2 separate regions of the Drosophila melanogaster genome follow, and region 1 is linked to region 2. Evidence: chromatin contacts called from public Hi-C data. All regions are on one chromosome and are shown on one strand. The core of a region is the stretch at or near the end of the contact, and the rest is flanking DNA. Distances in the headings are between cores, read along the strand shown. Region 1 holds the start of lncRNA:CR42861 (long non-coding RNA:CR42861). Region 2 holds the start of lawc (leg arista wing complex).

The links. A called contact is a pair of places that touch in the nucleus more often than the background predicts.
Region 1: a Hi-C map of the Kc167 cell line shows a contact between it and region 2, with 2.2 times the contacts expected there. The contact joins the promoter of lncRNA:CR42861 here to the promoter of lawc in region 2. A contact is called at or near these places in 3 of 107 Hi-C or Micro-C datasets (the Kc167 cell line, embryo and eye imaginal disc).

Annotation. Positions count from the first base shown.
Region 1 is chrX:13,742,069-13,748,281 of dm6, reverse strand. lncRNA:CR42861 (long non-coding RNA:CR42861) reads right to left here and starts at 3,354. Exons shown (of 2, transcript NR_037726.1): 1 at 3,338-3,354; 2 at 2,806-3,265. Grip91 (Gamma-tubulin ring protein 91) reads left to right here and starts at 3,599. Exons shown (of 5, transcript NM_080180.4): 1 at 3,599-3,998; 2 at 4,548-5,966; 3 at 6,041-6,213. The coding sequence starts at 3,884. It overlaps Pdcd4 (Programmed cell death 4), which reads left to right. Exons shown (of 4, transcript NM_001272604.1): 4 at 1,434-2,705. The coding sequence ends at 1,506.
Region 2 is chrX:8,406,518-8,413,055 of dm6, reverse strand. lawc (leg arista wing complex) reads left to right here and starts at 1,398. Exons shown (of 4, transcript NM_001258650.2): 1 at 1,398-3,393; 2 at 4,278-4,537; 3 at 4,610-4,668; 4 at 4,732-5,048. The coding sequence starts at 3,082. The coding sequence ends at 3,303. Trf2 (TATA box binding protein-related factor 2) reads right to left here and starts at 3,784. Exons shown (of 10, transcript NM_206654.2): 1 at 3,692-3,784; 2 at 2,367-2,779. PIG-T (Phosphatidylinositol glycan anchor biosynthesis class T) reads left to right here and starts at 5,793. Exons shown (of 2, transcript NM_132247.4): 1 at 5,793-6,261; 2 at 6,470-6,538. The coding sequence starts at 6,087.

The sequences.
Region 1 (6,213 bases), core at 2,105-4,604, 5.3 Mb before region 2:
ATTGCACTTTGCCACAGCGCGCGACAGCCACAAATGCAATAACAACAACTGCAACAGCGACTAGAATAGCAACAAACTGCAGCAGCCGCAAAGGCACAACAGCACAAACACCGCTCATTTTACACCCAACAACAACTGCATTTGACGCCAACGCAACTACAACTGCAAAAGTTGTTTTTTTCATTCTGTTTTGGTTTTTTTTTAAAGCTGAACTCAATGCCAAGAGACTCAGACATAACGGTTCATGAGGCCCAGTGCTGGCTGTTTTCCAGCTATATTCTAATAACTCCAATATATTCGCTTTAAGAATATATGTGAAATAAATTAATAAAGTATGGTATAGAATCAAGTTCTTGATCATTTTTAGTTAGTTAGCTTAAAGAAATCGTAGTTGTAATAAAATGGCAAATGCTTCATCTATAAAGTAGCCAAACTGCCAGCACAGCGCTACAACTGGCTGTGGTTTTTTTCTGAGGTCTCCGCTCTTTTATGCTTTTGCTTTATTATTTTTGATTTATTTTTATATATTTTGTTATTTGTTTAACTCTTGTATTTACTTGCTTTGCTGATCGCGCGCTTATCTTGCCTCAATTTTAACTGACTCTTCTACACCAGTGCACTTGTGTGTGTGTTTGTGTTTATAAATAGATATGTATGTATATTTCTGCATTTAGTACCCCACTTGGTCACATATTTATAGTAGCAACAATTAAGGCTCCAGCTGGTTTTTGCCATTGTTGTTGTTTGTTTTGTTTCTAGGCCAGAATCCTTTGATTGGCCAGCTTGGTGGTGTCCCCCTTTAAATATATAAAACTAGTTTTAATTTACCTCGCTCTCCCCACCTTCTCACCACCCCACTGCATTTGGTTCACCCGCTACTTTTGCACAGCTGTTGCAGTAAAGAGAGCAGTGGAGAGAGAGAACCTCAACGGGAGAGAGAGACTCCCAACGGGAGAGATAGAGAGAGAGAGAGCGAAAAAGGGTCAACGGTTGAATGAACTTTTGTGCAAATTCGTTGTTGTTCTTGTTATTGTTGTTACCAAATTTGCGCCAAGCATTTCGCAACTTGTTTTTTGTTTTCTCCTCTTTGTTTTCTTGTTCTTTGTATTATATTTGTTTTTTTTTTGTTTTGTTTTAGCGGCAATGCATTGCATAATTGTAATTGCTTAGTGCGTAAGGCAGCGCGAGAGAGAGAAAGAGAACGAGATAGTATTATGCAGTTGCATTTCACATGCATTTATTTCTTTGTTTAAGAAAAGCTACACCACTGCAAAGTCTTTTAAAAATAAGAAAAAAAACATTGTTTAACAATAGCAAATGTGTATCAGGCTAAAATGATGATTTGTTTACCGAACTTCAAGGGCCATTATATTTACTACTACTCGAATTGTGTTACCGATTTCTGATCAATTTTCCCCGTTTTATATTTGCAGCGGACGCAAGCGTTTCGTTTCGGAGGGCGACGGCGGCCACGTGAAGCCGACTACCTTCACCATGCGTGATTAAATCATAGGGACAACGGGGACGTTATATGCTGCACATGCTTATATGACCACTGCCCCCAGCCACCCAATGACAACTAGAGGAGCAACAAGAGAGAAGCAAACATTAAACAAAAACAAAAAAAAAAACACCAAATTACAAAAAAAAAAAACGAAAATTCATACGAACGCAAAGAATAAATACACCATTTATAAGAAACAAAAGACGATATGAAGAATTTGTCGCAAACTTGATAAAAAGAACTTATCCTCAGAATCCAGATAAGGACACAAACGAAAAACAAAAACAAGCAAAAAAAAAAAACCACAAAAAAACAAACAATCAATCGGAATTTGATCTCCGTTTAAACTATATTCATTATTATACTACATAAACACCTACAACGTATATCTTACCTACATGTAACTACCAGCGTAATTCGAAAGTATATTTTAAATATTTGTTAAAAAAGGAGATATGAGTGAAACGATCACAAAAAAAAGAAAAAGAAAGAAGAATCCAGCCAAAAGTATGCGGGGAACCACGAGCAGGAGCAACAGGAACAGAGATGGGTCGCTTTTTGTGGCTAGGATCTCACATAAAGGATGCGAGTGGGCGTACTTAGCACGACCGTCATTATGCCACATGAAATCAAAGCATATTATTTACATGAAACTGTTATAGGCACTCGTACACACACACTCACACACACCTCTTGGGTTGATTGAATTGATTGAATAACTTGTATTTGGAACGAACCAATGATGATGATTTATGCTATCAACGCAATCAAAACTCTGATGATTACACAAAACAAATTCCATTGACTTGAAATTGAGAAAAACATTTATAATATTCCTATGCGCATCGAAAACATGATTTTCCTTAATTTTTTTGTAACTTTGTGTGTCAGAAGACTAACATAATTAAGCTTAATTTTACTTTATACGTATATTTACCCACGGATTCATCTTATTCTGCTTGCTTTTTTTTTTTTTTGATTGAATAAAAGCTGCATTTTATATGATAAGAAAAAGACTTTGTTTTCGCCGCACTTATATTTTAAAATGTTCACACTTCATGAAGAAACAAAATTCGACATATTCTTAAAAATGCGCGCCCACACATCTATATATATTTAATATATATATCTACATATATATATATATAAACTAATGTGTTAAAAGCAGAAAATATACATCAAAAATAAAAATTAAAAACATATTTTAATGCGTTTTCAATGGGCAAATTCGTTTATTTAGTTGGAAATAATTTAGGATCGGGCCAACATTTATTTTGCTTTTTTTTCGTTACAGAAATCTCCGGATATTAAATGCAATTACGTATAGAAGTGAGTAAGGTAAACCGGATGAGAGTTTAACTATGTTCTAAATTAAATACCGGAGGTTTCTGTTTCAATACACATTATATACATTATATATTATTTCACATATTATTTCGCGTTCAAATCTGGTGGCGAAGAATCCTTCTTGGTCACCGGTTCACTCGGTGGTTCCAGCTTGATTTCTGGGGCTCAGGATTAGCCCACATATTGCTAGGTAGTTGGGTTGGCTGCTCCAGGTACTGCTCCACCGCATCCAGCTGCTGATGGCCCATTGCGACGAAGGAAAGTCCTTGTCCATTGGAATTCCAAGACATCCTTGCAGCACCTTAAGCTTTAACTCCCCCAGCAGTAGGTATCAAACACGACTTGTAGCCAATTACAGCCGTTGGTGTGCTCCATGGCGAAACGCAGTTGGTCAGTCTCATCTATGTCTTCAGCCTTTATATTAAATATTAACAATTTTAAAGTTTACCATTTTTGCTTACAAGCAATTGCAAATGCAAAACGGACAGTGTGACCAGGCGAGTGAGAGTTGGAAACGTTTGCGGCCCCAGAGCTGTCAGATGTTTGCAATGGAATTAACATAAAAGCTGAAAGCTGCACTTCTAAACATAACTGTTATACAAAAATGCTACATTCAGTAACATTCCGACAGAAATACATTTTTATAGTAAAATGTAGAACGATAATCAAAATGGCATAGCCTATTGCAGACGAGCGCTGCCAGATCGCTGCACCTTCGGCCAGTGTGTGCCCGCCAGCGGCTAGGACTTTGCCTTGTCAAGTTTCCCAGATTCGGTAACACTGCACTAAATAATTTTAATAAATTATTTGTATGAAGTACGCGCCAATTGGATGCGTTTTTGTCCTATCTGTCGAAGATTTCACGCATCCCGAACAATTGCCAGTGACTGCACGCCGTATTATAGCCAGGGAACAGCTGTGCGTTTGCCATTGGCCAACAGTTGTTGTCCACTTCGCAATTACCAAGCCATCCAAAATCGGCTGTTTAACGCGCGCTTGATTGGATATTTATGAACAATTCAGTGCACCAGGATGTCGCAGGACAGGATCGCCGGCATCGATGTGGCAACCAATTCCACTGATATATCGAATATCATTAACGAGATGATCATCTGCATCAAGGGCAAGCAGATGCCCGAAGTTCACGGTGAGATTTGGGAATGTGCAATCACTCACTGGCTGTCCAGGCACGCAAGGCATACGGACTGCTCTGGCATTCCGGGAAGAAGGCCTCCACCCTTGGGAATCGACCACGTGCTTCAGGATTATAGTTAATCCCAGAAACTCAACATATTTCATGGCATTTTCAAACAGAGAGTCCTTGAGATATGCAACTAACAATACATATACTTATATTTTTATAGTTCTAGATTAAATGTAGCAATAACCATTGCCAAAGTGTGTTGCATAGTCGTAAATGTTCAAAATTAATGTATATATCCCACAAACAATTCAAAGTATTCAAAGATATTTATCCGAAAGTAGATAGTTTTGAATTGTTTTTAAATGACTATTGATCACATATACTTAACTATAAAAGTATGAGCAAGTTTCTTAGATCCTCAAGGTCCTCAATACGTACAATTTCCAAATCAATGAATCTAAGGATACGTAATGCAACACATACACTAGACACTATACATAATTGTAGGCTTCATTGCCCTTGTTTTAATGCACTTTGTTCAATCTTTTGCAGAAAAAGCAATGGATCATTTAAGCAAAATGATTGCCGCCAATAGTCGGGTCATTCGGGACTCAAATATGTTGACTGAGCGCGAATGTGTCCAGAAGATAATGAAACTGCTGAGCGCCCGGAATAAGAAGGAGGAGGGCAAAACTGTGTCGGATCACTTCAATGAGCTGTACAGGAAACTCACGTTGACCAAGTGCGATCCGCACATGAGGCACTCGCTAATGACCCATCTACTTACGATGACCGACAATTCGGATGCCGAAAAGGCAGTTGCCAGCGAAGATCCACGTACTCAGTGCGATAATCTCACTCAGATTCTGGTCAGTCGTCTTAACTCAATAAGTTCCTCCATAGCCAGTCTGAATGAGATGGGAGTGGTCAACGGAAATGGAGTAGGAGCAGCAGCGGTAACAGGAGCAGCAGCGGTAACAGGAGCAGCAGCGGTAACAGGAGCAGCAGCGGTAACAGGAGCAGCAGCAAGCCACAGTTATGATGCCACACAGTCCAGCATCGGATTGAGAAAACAGTCCTTGCCCAACTACCTGGATGCAACAAAGATGTTGCCCGAGTCTCGACATGATATAGTGATGAGTGCCATTTACTCCTTCACCGGCGTTCAAGGGAAGTATTTGAAGAAGGATGTGGTAACGGGCCGTTTCAAGCTGGATCAGCAGAACATCAAGTTCCTGACCACCGGCCAAGCGGGCATGTTGCTGCGGCTCTCCGAACTTGGCTACTACCACGATCGAGTGGTCAAGTTTTCGGATGTATCGACCGGTTTCAATGCCATTGGCAGCATGGGCCAGGCCCTGATTTCCAAACTCAAGGAGGAGCTGGCGAATTTTCACGGGCAAGTGGCAATGCTTCACGATGAAATGCAGCGTTTTCGGCAGGCCTCGGTGAATGGAATTGCAAACAAGGGGAAAAAGGATAGTGGGCCCGATGCTGGCGATGAAATGACGCTATTCAAGCTGCTCGCCTGGTATATAAAGCCACTGCACCGGATGCAGTGGTTAACCAAGATTGCCGACGCCTGCCAGGTAAAGAAGGGCGGTGATTTGGCATCGACCGTTTATGATTTCCTTGACAACGGTAACGATATGGTCAATAAATTGGTGGAGGATCTCCTAACTGCCATTTGTGGCCCACTGGTGCGCATGATCTCCAAATGGATTCTGGAGGGCGGCATTAGCGATATGCATAGAGAGTTCTTTGTGAAGTCCATTAAAGATGTGGGCGTTGATCGGCTATGGCACGATAAATTCCGCCTACGATTGCCAATGCTGCCCAAGTTTGTGCCCATGGATATGGCCAATAAGATACTCATGACGGGCAAATCCATTAATTTTCTAAGAGAAATCTGCGAGGAGCAGGGTATGATGAAGGAGCGCGACGAACTAATGAAGGTCATGGAATCTAGTGGTGAGTTAAGGCATGCTCTTCAAATTGGATTAGCGAAATCGAATGATTTAAATGCTCCATGCTCTTATCTACAGCCTCTCAAATCTTTTCGTACACACCGGACACCAGTTGGCATGCGGCCGTGGAAACGTGCTACCAGCAGACCTCCAAACATGTCCTCGACATTATGGTGGGCCCACACAAGCTGCTGGATCATTTGCACGGAATGCGGCGCTACTTGCTGTTGGGCCAGGGCGATTTTATTAGC
Region 2 (6,538 bases), core at 149-2,648:
GCGTGAAACCAAAACAAGGCTTAGAAATACTACAAGCTGATACAGATACACCCAACCAGCACACACACATACACTAGAATTTAGCGATAACAACAAAATGCGGGCAACTTATTTATGCAGAAACAGTGAGAAAGAGCGAGAGGAGGGAGAGCATGAGATGATCAAGCCGGAAGTAAGGTTTTAAGAAAGAAGAGGAGTGTAACAGATTCATTTAACAGTAACAACAACAGCGATCGCTTACAGGTAGGGCATATGAAAGGTAGACAAACGAGAGACAGAAGAGCAAGGGTGGAAGGGAGAACTGCAAACTGCGATTTATTTAGGGATGTCTCTGTGTGCGCGCACTCATATGCACGTGCATTTGCATGTGTATTTGTGCCAGTCTGACCTCGTTGGCAAACTAAAAAAAATAATATTAAAGAGCATGAAAAAGTGTGGAACATGGCAGAGCGAATGAAGGCGGAAAAAAAGCCGCACCTAAAAAATCTATTACATCACTAGGGAAAATTGACACAAGTATTAGACATTTACATACACGCACACACAGAACCGTAAGCGTTTAAAGCGCACAAGTGTGTGCGTGAGTAAGCATGCTGAAAACGGAAGCGAATTGAGCATTGAAAAATACACTCATTTTGACCCCTTAAACATGTGAAATCCAATCAAAAGAGATAAGATAGTGGGGAAACAACATTATATGAACGACCACCAATGAAGGCTAAATACAGAGGTGGTCAAAAATACTTCAATACTGTAAATACTTTTGACCACCTCTGTATTTCAGCTAGTCATTGTATAATAGAATATGTTGAAAATGAGAAATATTCATTGATTTGTCTAAAATGTACGAAAGTGGCAAAAATCACATACATAAGTACTTGTTACTTTGAAAACAATATTTCTCCTATAGTTAACAGCGTATACCTGAAAGAAACCCTACAAAAAATATGATAAAATGCTTAAAAACCCACTCAATTTAACATTTGTGGGGGAAAACTTAAGCTATGCCGCAACAAAACCATAACTTGCGGAAACTACAAGTGCAAAAATGTACAAATATCGAGTAAAAACTGCCTAAAACCCCTCGTAAAATGATAAAATATCCAAACTAAATGAAATTTACGAACGAAGAGCAACATAAAAAATACAATCTAAGCCCATGGGCGACTACAACTACAACTGCTAGAAACTTCTTTTCAAAGGAAAGAAAAATCATTGAAATTATTCCCCGAAAACGAGAGCGAGACGGAGAGCGGCCGGCGACAAAGCGACAAGTGAGCGTGAGGCGAATTCAAGAGCCCAATACTCGCTCACACTCGCTTGGTTAACTTGGCGTGGGGACGTCGACGTCGGCAGCGTAGCGAAGTTTGTTGAAATTTTGAATGTGTGACAACGCGGTTCAGTCTGCCGCCAGCGCGGCCCGAAGCAGTGGTCTGTTACAAAAGTATATTACGATTTGCTGGCGAACACTCATCCACTGACTAACTCTCCCCCTCACCCTTTCGCCTTGTGGCTCTGGCTGCCCTGCCGCTGTTAGCGCTTTCATGTTAACGCACACTGTTAGATGGCGAATTCGATGCGAAAGGATAAAGATTTGCCGCTGGGGCAGCGAAAAAGAGAGAAAAAACACAGTGGGCAAGTGGTGCACTTTCCATAGAAGAGTGTTCCAATGTGCCCATTGTAAACCAACGATACTTTCTTACTATGACTTGTTCCACACAGCTCTGGGCCAAGAAAAGTAACTAGGAGCAAAAGAAGCAGCCCCGCGTGATGTCAGACGTCAGCCCGCCCACAAAACACACTCGAAAGGATTGAAAAATGCAGACATTTTTGTTTGGTTTTTAGCAACTCTCTTTTTTTTTTTTTGTTAATGTTTATTGGTTTCTTTTACGCACCGCTGAAATGTTAATAACAGCCCTCGTTACTGTTAAATGTTCACACTCTCTCTCTCTCATTTATTTCTTTGTGGTTTCAATGAAAGTGAGCTACAAAGCTGCAAATCGAAATTCGTAATGATTTTGAATTGATTGGACTTTTTGGACGAGAATTAGGAAAGGCGTTTGATTCTTAGTGGGGTGAACAAAGAAATATACAACTGAATAAAATATATATGAAATTTATGGAAAACGAGTTATGAAATGAGAGCGAGAGCTAGAGGAAGTGTGCGAGGGAGAGAGAGAGCAAGTTACATTATTTGCTTTGGCATTTCTTGGTACGTACGATTCGTACGATTTTCACTTAAAACTAGACTAGGCGTACAAGATGTGTTAACTATAGATACCACAAAATACAACTAAAACGAAATTCGAAGGGGGTAAAGAAAGAAAAATCAAAAGGTAAAAAGAATGAAATGAAAAAATTATCACCTTTTTTTGTGTAGTAGGTCGTCGTCTAGCTCTCCCTCCCTCTCACGATCTCTTTTGTGGCTGTGTTGCTGTCGCTGCCGCTACTCGCTCTCCCGCCTGCTCTCACTCTATATCGCTGCTGCGCTGTCTCTCTATTTATCTCTCTTTCTATCCCGTTGCCTTGCAGCGGAGCTCTGCTGCCGTCTCGCTTGCACTTGGGCTCCGCTGCTTTGCTTCAGCCGCTGAATTCGCAGTTAAGTTTTCGCTGCTCTCTGTGTCTCTTTCTGCTGCTGCTTTTGTGGTTCTTATGTTTTTGTTTTCGATTCGGATTGTAGAATCTTTTGGATTTTGCACACTTTTGGTTGATATTTCTTTAGGTTTCTCTTTGTTTTTTTTTTTTTTGGCTTGTGATCTTTTTTAGTTAAAACTCTAAACTGAGACAGGGGAGGAAAACAATGAGGGTTCGTCTAAATTTGGAGCAAGCAAGTCACACACAGCCAGGCGCGGCGGCGAATTCGGGCATATCGACTCGAGTTGCGGCGAGAGCGAACGCGGCGAACAACGGACAACACTGTGGCATTGGCAATGGCAGCGCTTGTCGCCCGCCTTCACTTCAGTGTGTGAGTCGCGATAAACGCGAGCGAAACGGGCGGCGCAACTGAAATCGCGTACCGACTGGCGCAGACACGCACACCACCGCACAACAGCGCGTATACGTATACGGGCGAGAGAGCGCATGCTCTCCGCCACACACACGCGGTCAACGTTTTCTCCGCTTTGTGGCGCCGCGCAAGTTTTGTCGCAGCAGCAAACACGCAATAAAAGTTCAAAAACAGTTGAAGTATACCGCGACGCGAGTAAAAATCTTTCCTTCGACGTCGTCTCTGTTCGTTGTAGTAGTTGTTGTTGCTGCTGTTGTTCTTGTTGCTGCTACTGCCGCTGCTTAACGTTTCTATAGTGTGTTCCGTTCCGCGAATTCTCATGTGCATTTATGAAGATATACATATATATATATATACATATATCTGCATATATGACTGACCAAAAGGTAAAACAACGGCAACAAATAAAAACAGTATACAAATTGTTGTCAAATATAGTGATAAAAAGAACCCCCACCCGCGGTAGTTCGATCGCTGTTTTGTTTAAATTAATCTGCATATCATGTTGTGCGGCGGCTGCATTTCATTTATTTTTTGCTCGCTGAAGAAGAACTTGCTTGCTCCAAAAGAATTAACAAAAAAAAATATATCTGCGTTTCGGCGCTGCGTCGACGGCATTGTTATTTCGTTCGTATTGTTGTTAAGTGTGAGTAGTAGTAGTAGTTGTTGTTGTTGTTTCGCTACCAGAGCTGAATAATGTAGTTGACCAAAAATTTTGAGAGCACAAGTCTGAGCACACACGATACGTCTTCTTCGTTTGGCCGTTTCACTTTGAGCAGCGTGACCGTGGTGCGTCGCTATAATATGCCCCGCGAGCCGTGTGCGTATGCACTAACGCGTGCGGTAGAATGCCGCGAAAAAATACTAAAAAAAAATCCAAACCGAATACCATGTGGTGGAAACGGACTCGCGCGTTGCATTTGCTGCACTTTCCCGTTTAAATATATTTACCCGTTTGATTATAAGATAAGGGTTACATTTTGTGCAAATATACGCTTGCCAATGTTTTTGAAAAGTAATATAAACAATTTTATGGTGCGCAGACAGCAGAAAAAATATGCTGCAAAAATACCAACTTGCTGGCTATCAGAGACTCGAACCTTCTAGTGCAAATCAGCTGTGATCGATGTTTTTTTCCATTAAATTGGCACGTTTATTTAAAATTGTTTATGCATTTAGTTTAGGTACATGAATGTTACATGGGACTTTTACAGAGTGGCTAAAACATATATACATACAATATATACATATACAACAATTTGAATTGCAGATTCTCCACCGCTCTGGATATGCGAACAAAGTCCTTAGCTGCAGCGACATTAGTTTAAATTTCAAGCCGGCTATCGCATGGTGATTCCACCTGCACGTGCAAAGCGCGACTGTGGATATCGCAGGACGAGAGTCGCGTCTTCTCCTGCGAGGAGCAACTGCATCATAATCATAGCCACAGATTGAAAAGACCGAAAGCAGATGCAAGCTCAACGACAGGACTAAGAATCGGAAGCAAAACTTCCCCAAAGCAATGGCACAGTAAGTAGACAAGTGCTGCGCTTTCAAGAAGATGAGCACTTTAATCAAAACCATTTCGAAATTCTTGTTTAGATACACCCGGAAACGCAAAAGAAAGAAATTTAAAGAGCTGAAAGCCCCGTGGACTTCATGTAAGCTGCTTACAATAAGCTGCCTTTTTAGATGCACTAAAAAAAAACTACTTTTGCTTATAGGAACCCAGGTGCAACAAATAATTTCAAGGAGAAGATGTTTTTGTGGTCAAAAACGTGCAGATGACTTCTAAGAAGTTGGAAAATCATGTATTTACTCGGAAAGAAGCCAGAACTGAAGTAGCATACTTATTAGTATTATCAAATGATGAGTTTTTTCATCATAGTTTTAGTTCTATATTTATAGAAAAAAAAAACTTTCCTTGTTACTTTTAGTTTTTTCATTTGAAAGACTGCCGTTGACTTTTTCATTTTATTCGCGTGCATATTAAATATGTGTGTTAAATATACATAATAATAAATGATCGCTGTGTTTATGCACTTGCTTTGTTTTCACTCTTTATTTATTTATATTTATTCTTTTTGATTAACTATAGATTGTTTTAAAAAGGTATAAACGACGTTTAAAATTTTTATCCTGGACATAAACCAATGATTAAGCGGTGTTCCACACCCATGAGTATTATGTAGTATTTTTCACAGTATATACGGTATATAAAACGGTCAGCCAGAAAACGGTCTGTCTAATCGTTAATTTCTATGTTAATAAAATTTGAGTATTAAAATACATCGAAAGTGCAGTTTTTTTTTGTCCACTTTTTCCTTTATTTCTAACTTTTCACTAAGAATTCCAATAAATTGTTTTATCTTTCTCTCGATTCCCTATTCCTTCTTTCGCTGTCCGAGCATTATTTGTTATACCTTATTCGCGTTTTCTCTTTGGGTGTACGCCAAATTTTTGGCGGGCTCACGATTCCGTAAGATTGCAGCTACTTTATTTCGCTTTTTCCTTTATTACTCACTTTTGATGATGCTCGATTTTGGCGCGCTTTCTCATTTATGGTGCTTTAGTTGTAAGCCCAACTCGTGGATGTGGTGGATTTTTTGCTTTGGTACAAATTCTTTTTAACAGACTTCTCAGCGATAACGCATTTGACAATTATATTTTGAATCAAATGCACGTTACAAACAATAACATGTGTGACCAATGTAACGTTATCGATAACGTATCCCACAAGTTATACAACACTGCTAGGCAGCACTTTCCAGCCCTGGAAAAATACCAAGACATCTACCATCTCTCTAAAAACGAAAACATCAAAGATTTACTACACCAAATTAAAATAAACTTATAAATCTTTGCAACCTTAAGTCCGTGGCAATTTCCATTTTGCATTTCCATATCCGGCTGGCCAAATAATTCCACGACATTTACGGATGTCGCGGTAACCTAAACACAAAAAAAATAAATAAATATAAATAAAATAAAATAAAATACATTAAAACGGATCATCAGCTGTCGTTAGAACCGAAACGGACTAAGGGCGGAGGAACTGGCACTGAACCTATGGGCCAGCATGTATCCGGTGGCGTTTGTCTTGCTGCTGCTGGTTGCACCTAATGCCGACGCGAATTTGGGACGCGATGACGAACGATTCCACGAGGAGCTAGTGGTTCGTCCATTGTCCGGCGACCATGTCAACACCTACTTTCAGTTCACCACGCGCTGGCACTACGGCGAAAAGGATAATCGTGAGTTTTTTCAGCGGCCGAAGTCCGCATCATTGCGATTGCAAAAATGGGGCGGGAATCTCACCCACCGGCATACGAAAATACAGGCCATTGCATGCCGAAAGGTGTTCCTACATATATGTATACATATGCGCCCCATTGAAGCATCATTAGAACTTCTGGTTAACCGATTAAATGCTTATATTGTGTCTACCATTTGCTCTTTCAGTTTACCACACCCAATTGACGCCTCGAGTAATTGCGGAGCTGTTGCAGCAGTTTGCGGTAAAGGAGCTGC